Regions from separate parts of the Mus musculus genome. Here regions 1 and 3 are each linked to region 2. Evidence: chromatin contacts called from public HiCAR-type data. All regions are on one chromosome and are shown on one strand. Each heading gives the region's core, a stretch centred on a gene start, on an enhancer-like site or on the middle of the called end of the contact. The rest is flanking DNA. Distances are from core to core; before and after follow the strand shown.

Region 1 (4,425 bases), core at 1,466-3,965, 560 kb before region 2:
ATCTATTACCCTCATTGTCGGGATTCAGGAAGCAATATCGGCTTGTCTCCCTTTGGCGTGTTCTCCTCCGATTCTCTCCACACAGGCCTCTGAGGCTTTTTGAGTCCCCTGAACGCTCAGTCGCTGTCTTCCTTAGACTGACCTTGCTTTTCTGCATTTGTAACCTCATTGCTCTTTCAGCTGTTTCTACAGACTTCCTCCACAGTCGGGAAGAATAGTTAGGGCCATAGAATGTCTTAACTTTGTCCGTCTTGTATACCGATTCAGTTTGTTACAAGACGGAGCTCCTATGGTACCAACCAAGGTTTAGCTTTGACCTCTGCAATTTCCTTGTTAGGACCTTGAAAGTTTTAGTAATCCATACTTGCAATGACTTAGGAATACTGAAAAAGTCGAGGAGGCAGCTGTGATTCATAAAAGCCCAGTTCTTCACATTATCTACCTTTATTTCTCCCAGAGCTTCTACTGCTTATGAGTTGGTGATACCAGATAAGACACTTGATATTCTAGTCTTAGCCTCTCCAATCTCTACAGTGAGACACTAATACCCTGCCAAGAGAGTTACAGCAAGGTCAAATGCCAGGAATCATGACAGTTTTCTAGAGCATACCTAACAAAGCACATGTTATTTCTATATGACTTTTTAATCTCTCGGTAGCAAATAATATTGTACACTGATAAAGCTTTTGATATGAAGAATTAAAGAATGTTGTCAGTGTGCTTATGCATAAACACCTCTTTCCTGTTATGTACTAGGTTGTATGTGATGTCGGGTCAGCTAGAAAAAAAATCTCAGAAATATAGTTACCCCCAAAATAAACTTACTACTTTCCATTTTAGCACTTTGTTCACCAATTCAATGAGCTATGATGTGAGCCTACTTTGCTAACTCGGTGCTTAGGAGGTATCACTACTTGAGTCCCTTTCTGCTTCAAAGGTATGTGTCCAAATGTCACTTAAAATATAACCCTGAAGATTTAACAGCATTAATCACATATTACAAATAGAAACAGTGAATGTTATTAGAGATAGACTATCTTTGATAGTTTACTACATAGCTTGAGCAAAATAATCTTTCTTGAAAATAAAGTTGCAGTTGGTATCCAGGGTTGTCTGGGGTGTGTGTGTGTATATATACATTTATGTATACATGTATTCATGCATTATATTTATGTGCATATTTTAAAATTTGCACTTACGGTCCCATTTCCAAAAATTAAAGATGGGAGATACTGGGTGGCTTGACTAAATCACCCCACCCAGTGCAGAGACATGTATGTAAATACTTTTACTAGGAATAGGAAGATCAGCTAAAGAACTCCATATACACATCTTAAAGCTAAAAATTAAAAAATTAATTTAAAAAAGTGATGGTGAATTAATTTTTGTTATTATATTTTAATGTGTAAAGGTGATTTTTTTTAAGTACATTTTGACCAGGAGCTTTTTTAAAACAAGTCTCCATATATGTCAGTCAAACAGAGCTCGGCGAGCTAGCATGGAGTCTATTAAAGGGGGAATAAGGTTCATGAATTTCAAGCATGGAGGGCTCTAATTACCTCATGCTCAAACTTTAACTACAAAACTCAGATAAATTGCTGCACTAAACCCATCGAGGATCCCCCACCTGATTGGTGCCAGCGGAGCATCTGAAGCTCGGTGAAGCTGATCCCAGAGAGCGTTTGCAAATCAGTCCCGAGGGACCCGGTCCTGGGCCTGTCCCTAATGAGTATGTAGGCATTACTTGGATGTTTTGGTAAAGCTACCCGGTAAATTAGGCCATCTGAAATTTTATTAGCCACAAAGCATTACAGCAGCCAGTCTCTTAGGCCGGGGATGCTGGGGGGGGGAATCGCTACTCTTAAAAGAATCTTCTAACCAGGTACCACGAATCTGTTGCAGGTCTTGGCTGGTAGTGGAAACATGAAACTAATTGGCTAATGGTTACAGCTGTCTCTTCAGTGCTTTTGTGCTTAGAGGTGTGACCCTGTCTCGGACCAATTTATGTAGACCCAGAGGGTGGTCCTATATTTATCCTAGTTCTGTGTATGAATTAAATACAAAAGGAAAGTGAAACAGCTGCATCTCTCTGTATGTAGCTAGGGTGTGACATGCTGAAACCTGAGTTTGTGGACTGACAGCCTCAGTTGGAAGACAGCAAATACTTGAGGCAGAGAGGACTGGAGAAGACAAACACTCTTCTCAAATATTCAAGACATCCATATTTTACCCAAAGAGGCACGGAGGAGAAATGTGACTCTTTCTCTGCCTGGTCTAACACCCACCATGGCTATTTATCTAGTAACAAACTTTTATAGACGTGAAATATTTGAAGAAGTCCTTTAGAAATGGCCTGAGGTGATTTCAAACTTAACAGACCCTGGCCCACCAGAGCTCATTACAGTGAATTTTATAACAAAGTGCCTTCTACTTAATTTTCAGAGCCTAGCCAAGCGTATGAGAAACGCAGCTGCATTAAGCGCAATTAATGGTACAATAAAAAGCAGCAGAGGGCTGTTTAACACCCAAGAAACAGCAGTAAACACTGGCTTCGTGCTCTCCTACGGGCAGTCATGTGGCAAAGGACCCGGGCTGCGAGACTTTCCTTCCAAAAGGGTAAATGCCTCTTGCTGCAACAAAGCACATCCTTCAATCCCTCCTCTCCAGCGCCATACAAAAGGCTAGAAAGTTGTTCCCGCCAGTTACACCACCAGCATCCTCACTCCCTTTGTGCAGGAGCCAACACAGCAAGCTCATATTCCCATCTGTGAGAGGGAAGGACAAACTCCATTGCACTAAAAAGGAGTCTAATAGCAAGTGACTCATACCATAGAAAGCGATTTGGCTTTAAATACTAACAAAGTTGACTGGCCAATGATGGAAAAAGGAAATGTCTTCAATCAGAACAGTTTTCAAACAAACCAAAAAAAAATTAGTTTATGGGCAAAAATAATTATAATGATGTTTGCAAACCTCTTTAATGATGAAAAATCACCACTTAGAATTTGATTATGAGAGACATCCAAAAATAAACAAAAGCCCCAGTGGTTGGTATGGTGGTGACTGCTGGAGGATTTGTCAGTCAGTCAGTGGGTTTGTCAATGATGCTGTGTCCTTACTGGGTCTGGCTGCAGATGCAGGCAGACCAGGGAATAGAAGAAGGATCATCAGATCATCCACGGACCGCTTAGCTACAAACATGAAAAGATGCTCTTATGTAACGTAGGTAGTACTGACACCCAATTTTTACACATACTCCTGTACGCTTTAAATCCTAAGCTACTAACAATAACTCAAAAATTTAAATACTAGGTAAACAATTGCTATACCGCATTTTTTACAGAATGACAAAAAAAATGAGATTACATGTTGTTGACTGTCATAAATGTACATCAAATGTTTTTTGTTTGTTTGTTTGTTTGTTTTGCATCTTGGAGAATTCATGGACAAAGAGCATGAGGATATGGAAAGCCAAGTATATTCAAGTTACTCCTAAATATAACCATTTTACCATGGGAAGCAGTTGATGATAATAACTGCGGTCTTAGCAGGCCAGTCTGAACTTGGGATCCCATCTTCCTATTTTCATGTCTGAATAAATTTGTGGTTTGGGCAATTTGAATAAGGTAGAAAATAGAGCTATCTTTGAGTAAACTCTCTATCAGTGGTCTAAGAACATGGCTAGGTGCTTGAGCATGTGGCTAATACTCAAGAGGCCCTGGATTTGAACTCACCACTGGGGTGGGGGGGTTAATGATGCCACAGGGGACAGGAAGTAAGAAGTGGAGGGAAATGTTGAGGAAAGAGGAGGAAGTCCCACAGCACATGAAAGCAGATTCTTCCTAATCCACAGCACAGACAATGGCTGGCCTGATACGGAAAGAGTGACAGACAGCTCCAGAAGTCATTTTGCTGAAAACGAGTTTCCGACCTTGAACAAAAATCTCCTGAGAACACTCGCACATACTCTGCTTTCTCTGTCCTCCAGGATTCAGTCTTGGTTGGAGGTGCTCATGGGTCATGAGAGGTGTGAGAGAGCTCCACCAGCTGTGGCATATGCAGGTGGGACCTCAGGCTGGCAGGCAGCAGGGCCTGAGTCTAGGTGATGCCCCTTCAGTGACACCTAACAAAATCAGGGTTCTGGGGCCAGTGAGACAGTCTAGCTGGTAAAGGTGCCTACCACCTGCATCTTGTCCCTATAACCCATATGGCAGGAAGGCAGAAGCGGCCCCTGATTTTCTATGGCCTCTGAATGGAAGCTGTGGCCTGCACAAGTGCACAGATTTGCATGGAATACCCAATATATAAAATAATAATTAAAAATATTTTATGTTGGAATTCTGAATACTCACTGGGTGAACAAAAAAAATGTGTATTTCAAGACAGATAAAGCACTAAAAAAATGGTATGAGCAATGCCAACTTT
Region 2 (5,043 bases), core at 1,696-4,195:
GTTGATCAGGGTGTCGAAGTATCCAAAATTACATGAATATGCATACTGAAGAAAATCAAGGGTTGTTTTAGAGCACTTTCAGAATTTGGACTGTGAAAACCTGGAAATTCTGATTGCATTTCTAACTACAGACAATTACCAGGACCATGGTTCTCCAGTATAGAAAACACACTGTCCACTTAAGATTTTTCAACTCAATACTCAACAAGTATTCTAGAAACTCAGATAGTGTGTGATTTGTCAGTGTGATGACTGGAGGAGAGGCAATCTGCTTTATGTAATCAGATTCCTATGTAAGATTTACATAACTAATTAGGTAAGACTGACATGATGTTGGGGGGGGGGCGTATTTCAGCCAGGCAGAGGACTGTTATTCAAATCTTTCCCCTATGTCATATGTATCAATCAACACAGAGAATCCTTCAGTTGTGCCTTCTCGGAGTGGCTTTTACTGGTTATTGGACTTTTTTGTGGCAAACTCGTCTTTTCTCTTTCCCAACTTTAAACATCTCCTCCGTTGCAAGTTTGTAAGACAGGTGGACAGTTTAGATCGTTTCCTAAAAATTCGAGCCTTGGAATCATGAAAATATAAAAAGCAATTAATTTGATTTTAGACATTGGGAAATTTTTTCCCTATGGAATGTGGTATGAATAGTTATGGCAATAGCTACTAAGACGGTTATTAGACTGAAAAGTCCTTGTTATTATGTATGCCCTCGTTATCACTGGATATGCTTACTGCATCAACAGCCCAAGGAAAGAGGTGATTGATAGGCAATGCCTTCAAACGATAAAAGCTAGAGAACCTAATTAATTGTTAGCTATGTTGATATGTGAGTGGAGAGTACTAGCATGGCGTGTAATTTAAGGTGAAAGTATTTGAGTTTTGAGACATCATGAGGTTGAATCCAATAAGGTTTAGGGCCTGACGGCTGTGTATGTAAATGCTAGGTGGGCTTCATTTTTGTTGACTCTACTGTACGTGTGCTCTTCTGTCTCTAGCATCTCTTCGGAAGCATTAGATGGATAGAACCAGCCACCAGCTTTATCTGCTCTCCATCCCCCTACCACGGGGCTTCTCCATCCCGTGGTGAGAAGATCATTCCATCTTCATCTTCATTTCACCCACAGCAGTAAGTGAGCAGAAGCTGCCCCGTCATGTTCCGTGGTGTGGGAAGGCTATGATACAGACGAGTTTTCAATAGCCAAAGATGAGATTAGCCAAGTTAAAGTCAGCTGGCTTTCTTGAGTGCTAAGGTAAATAAACATCCCATATTTAACTTTCCACAGCTCCTGCTGTGGGCCGTGCTGTCTGGTCAAAAATAAAATATACTCTATTCAAAGAGCATATTTACATTATTAAGTGTATTTGCTTGGCCAATTCAATTTGGTCTAATGAATCCTCTTAATAGATTTGTGAATGATCTAAATTAAAGATTCAGGCTACTAGTGTCCTAAAAGCTATTTCTTTGGGTATAAAGAAAAGTTAAAGGAAATACAGAGTTAATAGTAATTCATTGTTTCAACTAAGAATTAAAATTGGAATTCTTACTTATAATTTACATTTTAAACGCACAAATACTAAAACTGAACTATCAAAGCCAGTAAAAATAAAACATGGATTTATAAAAATAAATGACTTTAGTAGCAAATACAGGCTTGATTGAGATAACTTTTTTGACACTTTTGCCAGACATTCCTCCTTCTCTTAAAACCTTCCCCCTTTTTCTTCTTCCTCTCTCTCTCTCTCTCTCTCTCTCTCTCTCTCTCTCTCTCTTTTTGTTAAAAATCACACCGAAAATTCTGCCCAAATGGAGAGTGGAACAATGCCTTGAAACAGTGTTAATTGTCACCATGGAAACCAGAAGAATAAGCCATTTTGAAACTGGTATAGAAGGCACACATTGAGAAACTCAAGCATTTTTCTGCCTCCCTCAATGTTAAAGAACAAGATGCCTTGTCACGGTGAGGTCAGCGAAAGAAAGCATCATGAAAGGGTTGTAGATATTCACTCTCTAGTAAATAAAAAAAAAAGTAAAACATAAACCCTATCCAGCTAACGCTGTGAAAGACTCTACCCCGAGAATCTTTTTTTTTTTCTTTCTTGAAATAGTAAGATTGCCAAAAGATGGCCAGGCCTGGGGGATAGCTCCCACCTAGCAAAACTTCAGGGCTATATTATGTGAACCTTGCCCCCAAAGCTCCCTGGGAATTCTGCTGTTGTAATAAAACATCAGAAGAGGGGAGAAAAAAAGGCAGCATGATGGAATTCAAAATAATGCTCTAAAAGCACACAGAGAGATTAAGACGTTCATTGTAAGACTTTTGTATGGTGCTTCTGGTGGTCATGCTGAAAAGAGAGCAGACATTACTAAACGGAGAGAGCGAAGCTTCGGCTATGAGGAACACACGAATTAAAGCAAACAATTTTCCTGATTAAAGAATAACGGCTGTCCAATTCTGAGTCATGAGCGTTTGAGTATTTCTATCCTGAGGATGTTGTTTTAAACCGGCCATCAGGTGACTTTATATTTAGAAGAGTTAAGACAAGGCAAATGATCTAGTTATAATAATGACACATTTGAATCTTTGCCTGTGCAAATTAGTATCTCAAACACCTGTATATTTGTGGTGATTATTCCCCCCCCACCCCCACTGCCACCCCAAATCCCCCAGGAAAAGAAAACACACTGTGAAGACACAATGTATCTTAGTGTATCAATAAGAAAGTATATTCAGGGAACACATACTAACCAAACTACCGCAAAATAATATGTAAAAATATGTATTTTGCTCACAAATGCAAGGCTATGTCTGTGACTCTCACACTGTATTCTCTAGCTAGTGTTTGCCCTCCTCTTTTGAGGCTTCATGGTGGCCCCTCAGCTAGCCCATGCCTAATGCTATTCAGTGGTGAACAAAGAATCTTTTTATAGGAAAGTCCAGGTCCACAGCTCAGCTGGACTGGTAGAGGCCAGGACTGCCTCTGCGGCGGCTCTGGTGCTGCCCTCTTTAAGACAGCCAATGTCCAGCTTCCCACAAAAGCCTGGGATGCTTTACAAGGAGTCAGTATCACTAACACTTAGAAAGGATGTTCAAGATTCAAGAAGAAGGCTCAAGCGCAAGACAAGTAATGGTGGTTATTTCTTGCAAACTATTTGTATTTTACCATTAGAATTTATGGTGAATAATTGCACAAAGAAATTATAAGGACTCCTACAATTGTCCTTGTAAATTAATAATAGGCTTTCTTGATTGGGATAAATTTGCTGCTGAGCCTTTGGAAAAATTAAAAAGTGCAATGTCATTTAAAATTGCCAGAACTCGCACAGCAAATTACATCTGAGGTTAAGAATGGAGTCCCCCCCCCCCCAACACACTTCTAGCTTATTCCATTTGCATGATCTGGAAATCACATTACATTGGCCATGTATTGTTAATTGAACATAGATTGCATTATCTTTAATATAAATCAAACTACAAATATTAAAATGAATTGCAAATTCCCTAATAGGAGATCATAAAACAATCTTTTTAAAAGTATCTCCCATTAATAATTTAATTCCAATTATATCACTCAGGAAACTTAAGGAGGAGACGAGGCGACTTATTTCCCCAATCATTTTTTTTTCTTTTACATAAAGAATATCTATGTGTTTTAAAACAAATGCAGCCAGGTTAGGATTTATTGTTACTGAGTTAAAATAGAAGCACCAACAAACTGAAAACTTTTCCTGTCAACTTCTTGCAAAATACTATATAAGAATATGAAGTCTCCCAGTTCCCCTTTTCCTAACCCAAATCAAGGGTGGGGGAAAAAAAACAGCAGAAAAGAGTCACTAATTCTAAGAAATATTGTGATTACATCTTCTGGAATTATAAAATTGATAATTACTGTTGTTTATTTTTTCAAAAGGGTGCCCTGTCCCCCTTGATATTTCTATAAATGTGGCATCTTTCTCAAGCCTTTGCATGGCCTTTAATGAGTTTATATTAAATATTTAACACTGTTTAGGGCATATCCACTCCTACCAAAAACAGTTATATTCCCTGCAGTCCTACTGTTTCAGGCAGAAAACTTGATTGATCCTCCTAGCCTGAATTGAGTAGAATGAAAAGAAGCGGTTGGAAAATAGCTGCAATCATTTAATGCAGATGACCTCTGACAGCCTCACAGCTCTTCTCTCTGAACAGAAATTTGCATGGGGTCTCTGTGCAGAGGAACAATGTAACCTAAATGGTAGACAATCTTTATTCTAATGAAGTGGGTGTCAAGGTCAATGTAAAACTGCAATGATAAACGGTGCACCACTAGGCAAGAGAAGTTGCATGGGCATTGTAGTGCTTTCACATTAATTGAAGGCTGAGACGCACCGCGTGAAAAGCACAAGCCCCTCTTTTCACCATAATGTGCGAATGCGCCAGTAGTGCTGAAGTGATTTCTGCAAGATGTTTGCCTGCTGACGTGTAGCTGTTGCAAAAATAACGGCATGATGACAGGAGTGGACATTTTCAGAATTTAGTGTTTTCCTAAACCAAAATTTTTTAAATTACATCAAATGCCCCCCAAATAGCATAGTGACACCTAATGTAATTCCTTTGATCTCTTTTTCTCTTTTCTTATTTAGACCTGTCTTTAATTAGTTTCAACCAGGCAACCTTTTATGGGACCTTCATTGTGTACTTTCCTGCTGAGAGTCATTTAAATATTATTTCCCCCTCTTCCCTGTAAGTGTTCAGCTTAGCCCAAAGCTAAAAACCTTCCGGTGGTTTTTGTCTGTCCTGTGTGAAAATGTAATGAAATGTGGATATGACTTATTTTTTTAAAAACAGCAACTCTGCTCTATCACGGCACTGCCAAGATAACCGCAGCCCCAATCACACCATCTCTTCAGTTGATGTGGCAGTTTTGTGGCAGTTAATATTTTTCAACTCATAAAAACATGGGCAGTATGCTGATTTTCAAAATTTGTGATCTCCTTCAGTGATAAAGGAGACCGTTGGCTGATACACTCGTTACAGGCAAGCACCTTAAGTTCATCA
Region 3 (4,505 bases), core at 913-3,412, 690 kb before region 2:
TTAAAATTACCCTACTAGACACCACAGGATGTTAGAGAGAGAGGGAGAGAGAGAGAGAGAGAGAGAGAGAGAGAGAGAGAGAGAGAGAGAGATGGAGATGCTAGGGATGTGCTATGTCTTTCAGAGTTGCTGGTCATTGAGGCAGTGAGGTCCCATAACCCCTTCCACCTTCCCAAATACTACCAGGTATTGTCAATATTCTTTGTTACCAACCAGAAGTTGAGAACAAGAACATATTGGTGAATACCATATACCTGAGTGACAGAATATGAGGAAATCAAGCTGGTACTGGCCTGGAAGCTTCATCCCTACTGGTTAGACTTCACAGTACACACTAATGTAGGGGAAAAGCACCCATCAGTCTTATCCAGCTGGGAACCCTGTGGGCTACAGTAACAACAGGCTTGGCAAGGCACGGCCACTGGTTCAACAGTGGCATGACTCTCATGGGAATAGCCAATGACTCTCTGACTAGCTTTAAGCCCTACTCCAGAAGATAAACCCATACCTGGTACAATTCCTGGGTCAAGAACCTGTGGGTTGCTATGTCATAAACCTTGGGCAGAACTTACTACTGCTGTTCTGCTAAATGAACACAGTACTAAACAGACTCATTATTATGCTGGCATATTAATTGTCTCTTGAGCCACATTGGAGAAGTATGTTTTGAGTAGATGGTGATCAACACATAGACCCACAACCGGTCAAGGTACACAACTGGTCAACAGAACCATTATATTGCCTCCTCATAAAACTTAAGTATCCTTGAGGAGGGGGGGACTGAAAGAGTTTATGAGCCAGAAGTGGTAGGTAGCTACAAGACACAGCAGGGCAGCTATACACGGGCACTCAAAGCTGCTGTGATAGCCTGTGCAGGACCTGTGCAGGCTCAAGACAATCCAAAGCCCAGTATGCAGAGGGGAATTGGGCATGAAGTTCCACCCCTAGCTGGGAAACACTTGGTAAAGGATAACTCTTGGGAGACAGACAGTTCTCTTTAAGAGTGTTGCCCCTGGTAAGTTGACCATGTTCCAGTGGATGGCCATGCTCCCACACATACATGGGCAGCACAAAATGGATTTGCTGTGGATAAAAATAAAGAACACAGAGCCAGATGGGTAGGGAAGGACAGACAGAACTGTGAAAAGTTGGGGGAAGGGCTAAATATGATCAAACCACATTGTGCAAAATTCTCAAAAAAAAAAAAACCCAAAAACAAACAAACAAAAAACAAAAAAACCCACCAAAAAAAAAACCCAATCAAATAAAATCAAATGAAAGGCCATGAGGTTTGTGCTCCCACAGCAGCCCAACCTCAGCACAGAACGCAGAGCATGGAGAAAAGAAAAGAAGGCTAAGAAGAGGTTTCCATCTGCCAGAACTCCATTGCCAAACATCTGGCTATTCCTCTCCCACTCCATGAGACTGCACAGACATTCAAGACCATTAACAGTCGTCCCTGGTTTCCCCCAAAGCATCCCAGGAAATGCAAAATTCATCAGACCTTGTACTGATCCTGCAAAAGAGTGAACCCAGCACAATAGGTTTCCAGGTATGAGATAAATCAAATTTTACTTCATCTGTCTCTAGGGGAGGGAGACTGGCAGAGTTCTAATCATATACATATTTAAATTTGTAATCAGACTCCTTGGGAGGACAGGCTGGTGTGTTTACTGTGAGCCTGCAGTCAGGGCTTCTGGGGACTGAGGATGCTTGGTTGTAAATCCTGTCATTTTGGTGACTTAATATTTTATATTATCATGGTATTAGCATAATTGTGACCTCTGCATTGTAGCATTTTATGTGTTTCCAGTGTAACTTTTGATACTTTACTAAAGTCAACAAAAATTCCTATTATTCCCTCTTTTAGAACACATTTGGCATGAAGTATTAAGGTTGATTTAATGTTATTAGTGCTTAAAGTGGTGTGAAATCCATGAATATACACATCCATCTCCCAGTTCACCAGCACGCCGCCATAAAACGCAAGGAGATGGGCGATAAACATTTCCTCTCCTTTTTTTCTCTTTCCCTAATTTTTCCTGCTGGAGGCTCTGCCTCTACCCAGAGGGCATGTGAGTGTTGCCAGTTCTCCCACACAGATCAATCACCTGGGCTTCCACATGCCCAAATAATAACACAACAGGAGAGCTTGGCTCAGCTGCCAGCCTCATTAAAACTATTCTCAAAGTAACAGCAAGGTTTGGGGAGCACTCTACTTGGACCAGACTCTGCATATTTTCCAAGATAATGACCAGGGAAGAAGCATTAGAGGACATAGTCCCTTTTATTTGTGATTTTGGCAAGTCACAAAAAATAGTGAGGCAAAGCTAACTGTTTCAAAGGCTGTCCAATGGCAAAGTCTTGTTTAAAACTCTTAGGGAAAAATTATTACTATGGTAAAACTACTGAGGCTTGAAGGGCTACAAGGGGGAAGTAAAGTCAGAGAGACTAAGGCACTTCGGTTTGCTGGCTTCAGGATGCAAAGTTCTTAATCAAAACAACTAGGGAAAATGGACCCTAGTGTTGGCATCCCTCGAGGGTCCTCCAGTGTTTCGCAAGCTAGTCATTAATGTGTCGCTGGGTGATACAGAATTACACAGCCTCTCTTCAGAGCTCTGGACGAACAGAGAGAAAAGTTAACTGGAAACACAGGGGTCCTGAGCTAGTGGTTTTATGATCTCTGGATTATGACTTCTTCTGGGTCATTGTCAGAGACAGTCTGGTAAGATGTTCCTTTAACCACAGCAATCGAGCGTGCCCGTTATTTAGAGGAAACAGTGTGGAGATGCACTGGAACAAGCAATGTCTCCCACCCACCACCAGATCACCTAAAAGACCAGACACATTGGCTAGGACCTTGGAAAACAAGCTGGCATTGTTAAATTCGTACATTAAACTCATAGGCAAGCAAAGGTGTCTCATTGAATTCATGCCCAGGATATTTTTATGTGGTGTTGATACCTTTCTTCAATTTCTGGGAGTCACAGAATATGGTTCATGTGAAGAAGAATCATTTAAGTCAGGACTTCTGTTTTTTAGAAAGAGACATTCCCAAATAGACTACATTTGAAAGTATTTCCCGCCAGGCAAGTGACAAAATGACTAAAGCGATACTCAGAAATGTAGATCAGGCAAACTTTTCTATTAACTATGACACAGTGGCCAAACCTCAGCACAGAAGCCCCACAGGCAAGGGTGTGGAGACAGCAAGCAAAATGCTCAACCAGAGTCCTTAAAACAGGAACGTGGGAGCTAAGATGAAAGGATGGACTATACAGAGACTACCCCACCCCGGGATCCATCCCATAATCAGCCACCAAACCCAGACACTATTGCACAATGCCAGAAAGATTTTGCTGAAGGGACCCTGTTATAGGTGTCTCGTATGAGGCTATGCCAGTGGCTGGCAAATACAGAAGTAGATGCTCACAGTCATCTATAAGATGGAACACAGGGCCCCCAATGGAGAAGCTAGAGAAAGTACCCAAGCTGCTGAAGGGTTCTGCAACCCTATAGGTGGAACAACAATCTGAACTAACCAGTACCCCCAGAGCTCGTGTCTCTAGCTGCATATGTAGTAGAAGATGGCCTAGTCGGCCATCACTGGGAAGAGAGGCCCCTTGGTATTGCAAACTTTATATGCCCCAGTACAGGGGAATGCCAGGGCCAAGAAATGGGAGTGGGTGGGTAGGGGAGCAGGGAGGAGGGAGGGTATAGGGAACTTTCGGGATAGCATTTGAAATGTATATAAAGAAAGTATCTAATAAAAAAATTTTGTATAGCAAAAAAATATGTTCAAAGTCAAAAGACAGAAGAAGGGCAGCTATGACATGGCCAGCAATCTCCCTAACACAGGAGTCTCAAAGCTGAGACAAGGTGGTTTTAAAACAAAATAGAAAATGGATGAGAAAGAGAAAGTAAAAGCTCACTTTTCAAATCACTGTCTATATATTTGAAATGTCAATTTCCATTGTGTGTTGGTGGGGATCACTCTTTGATGTTTTGGACTGCATATACATGTCATGCTTTTCAATAAAAAGTTCCTTCCTAATTAGGAAAAAAAAAACAGGAACGTGGATTATTTGTGTAGGTGCTGCATTTTAAGTTGATAGAGTAGAAACCACAACTGCTCCATGCAGATATGGATGAAGAATATCCCTAGAAACTTAAATTGGGGAATACTAAGTTGCCAGTGGAAAAGGTATCGCTTTTCTCCTCCCCCTGACCCTTAAGTGCCATTAAAGTGTGATCAAGGTTGTGCTGGAATCCTGACATCCAGAACTGCAGGATTAATATTTATTTGCTTCTACTTCTTATTCTAATGATAACTCTCTACTTAATTGGCCTAGTTAATTTATGAAATCAAATCTAGATCAGTGAAATTGACAAGTAGTCATCGCTGAAAGAATATTACAGTTTAAAAGCACCGAGGATAACAGTATAAATGATATATGTTATGCTATTAAGTGAGAAACCATAGAGTGAATTACAATGAGCAGAAA

What was found. HiCAR-type assays count read pairs that join an accessible place to other places.
Region 1: a contact with region 2 is called in a HiCAR-type map of astrocytes, with 2.5 times the contacts expected there. The contact joins two enhancer-like sites. A contact is called at or near these places in 1 of 115 datasets of contacts at active chromatin or transcription factors (astrocytes) and 1 of 9 other capture datasets (embryonic stem cells).
Region 3: a contact with region 2 is called in a HiCAR-type map of astrocytes, with 4 times the contacts expected there. The contact joins two enhancer-like sites. A contact is called at or near these places in 3 of 115 datasets of contacts at active chromatin or transcription factors (VIP interneurons, astrocytes and embryonic stem cells) and 1 of 9 other capture datasets (embryonic stem cells).

The regions. Positions count from the first base shown.
Region 1 is chr12:53,622,166-53,626,590 of GRCm38.p6, reverse strand. The region is part of intron 3 of Npas3 (neuronal PAS domain protein 3); the gene reads right to left. Among named protein-coding and RNA genes, the nearest start is that of Gm35614, 210 kb to the left of the region's middle. Within about 2 kb of position 2,715, at least 25 of the 459 cell types and tissues checked have an H3K27ac peak or open chromatin away from gene starts, as enhancers often do. A contact at or near this core is called in astrocytes, where this site is marked.
Region 2 is chr12:53,062,448-53,067,490 of GRCm38.p6, reverse strand. The region is part of intron 9 of Akap6 (A kinase (PRKA) anchor protein 6); the gene reads right to left. Among named protein-coding and RNA genes, the nearest start is that of Npas3, 180 kb to the left of the region's middle. Within about 2 kb of position 2,945, at least 41 of the 459 cell types and tissues checked have an H3K27ac peak or open chromatin away from gene starts, as enhancers often do. A contact at or near this core is called in astrocytes, where this site is marked.
Region 3 is chr12:53,747,233-53,751,737 of GRCm38.p6, reverse strand. All of the region lies in intron 4 of Npas3 (neuronal PAS domain protein 3), which reads right to left. Among named protein-coding and RNA genes, the nearest start is that of Gm35614, 82 kb to the left of the region's middle. Within about 2 kb of position 2,162, at least 13 of the 459 cell types and tissues checked have an H3K27ac peak or open chromatin away from gene starts, as enhancers often do. A contact at or near this core is called in astrocytes, where this site is marked.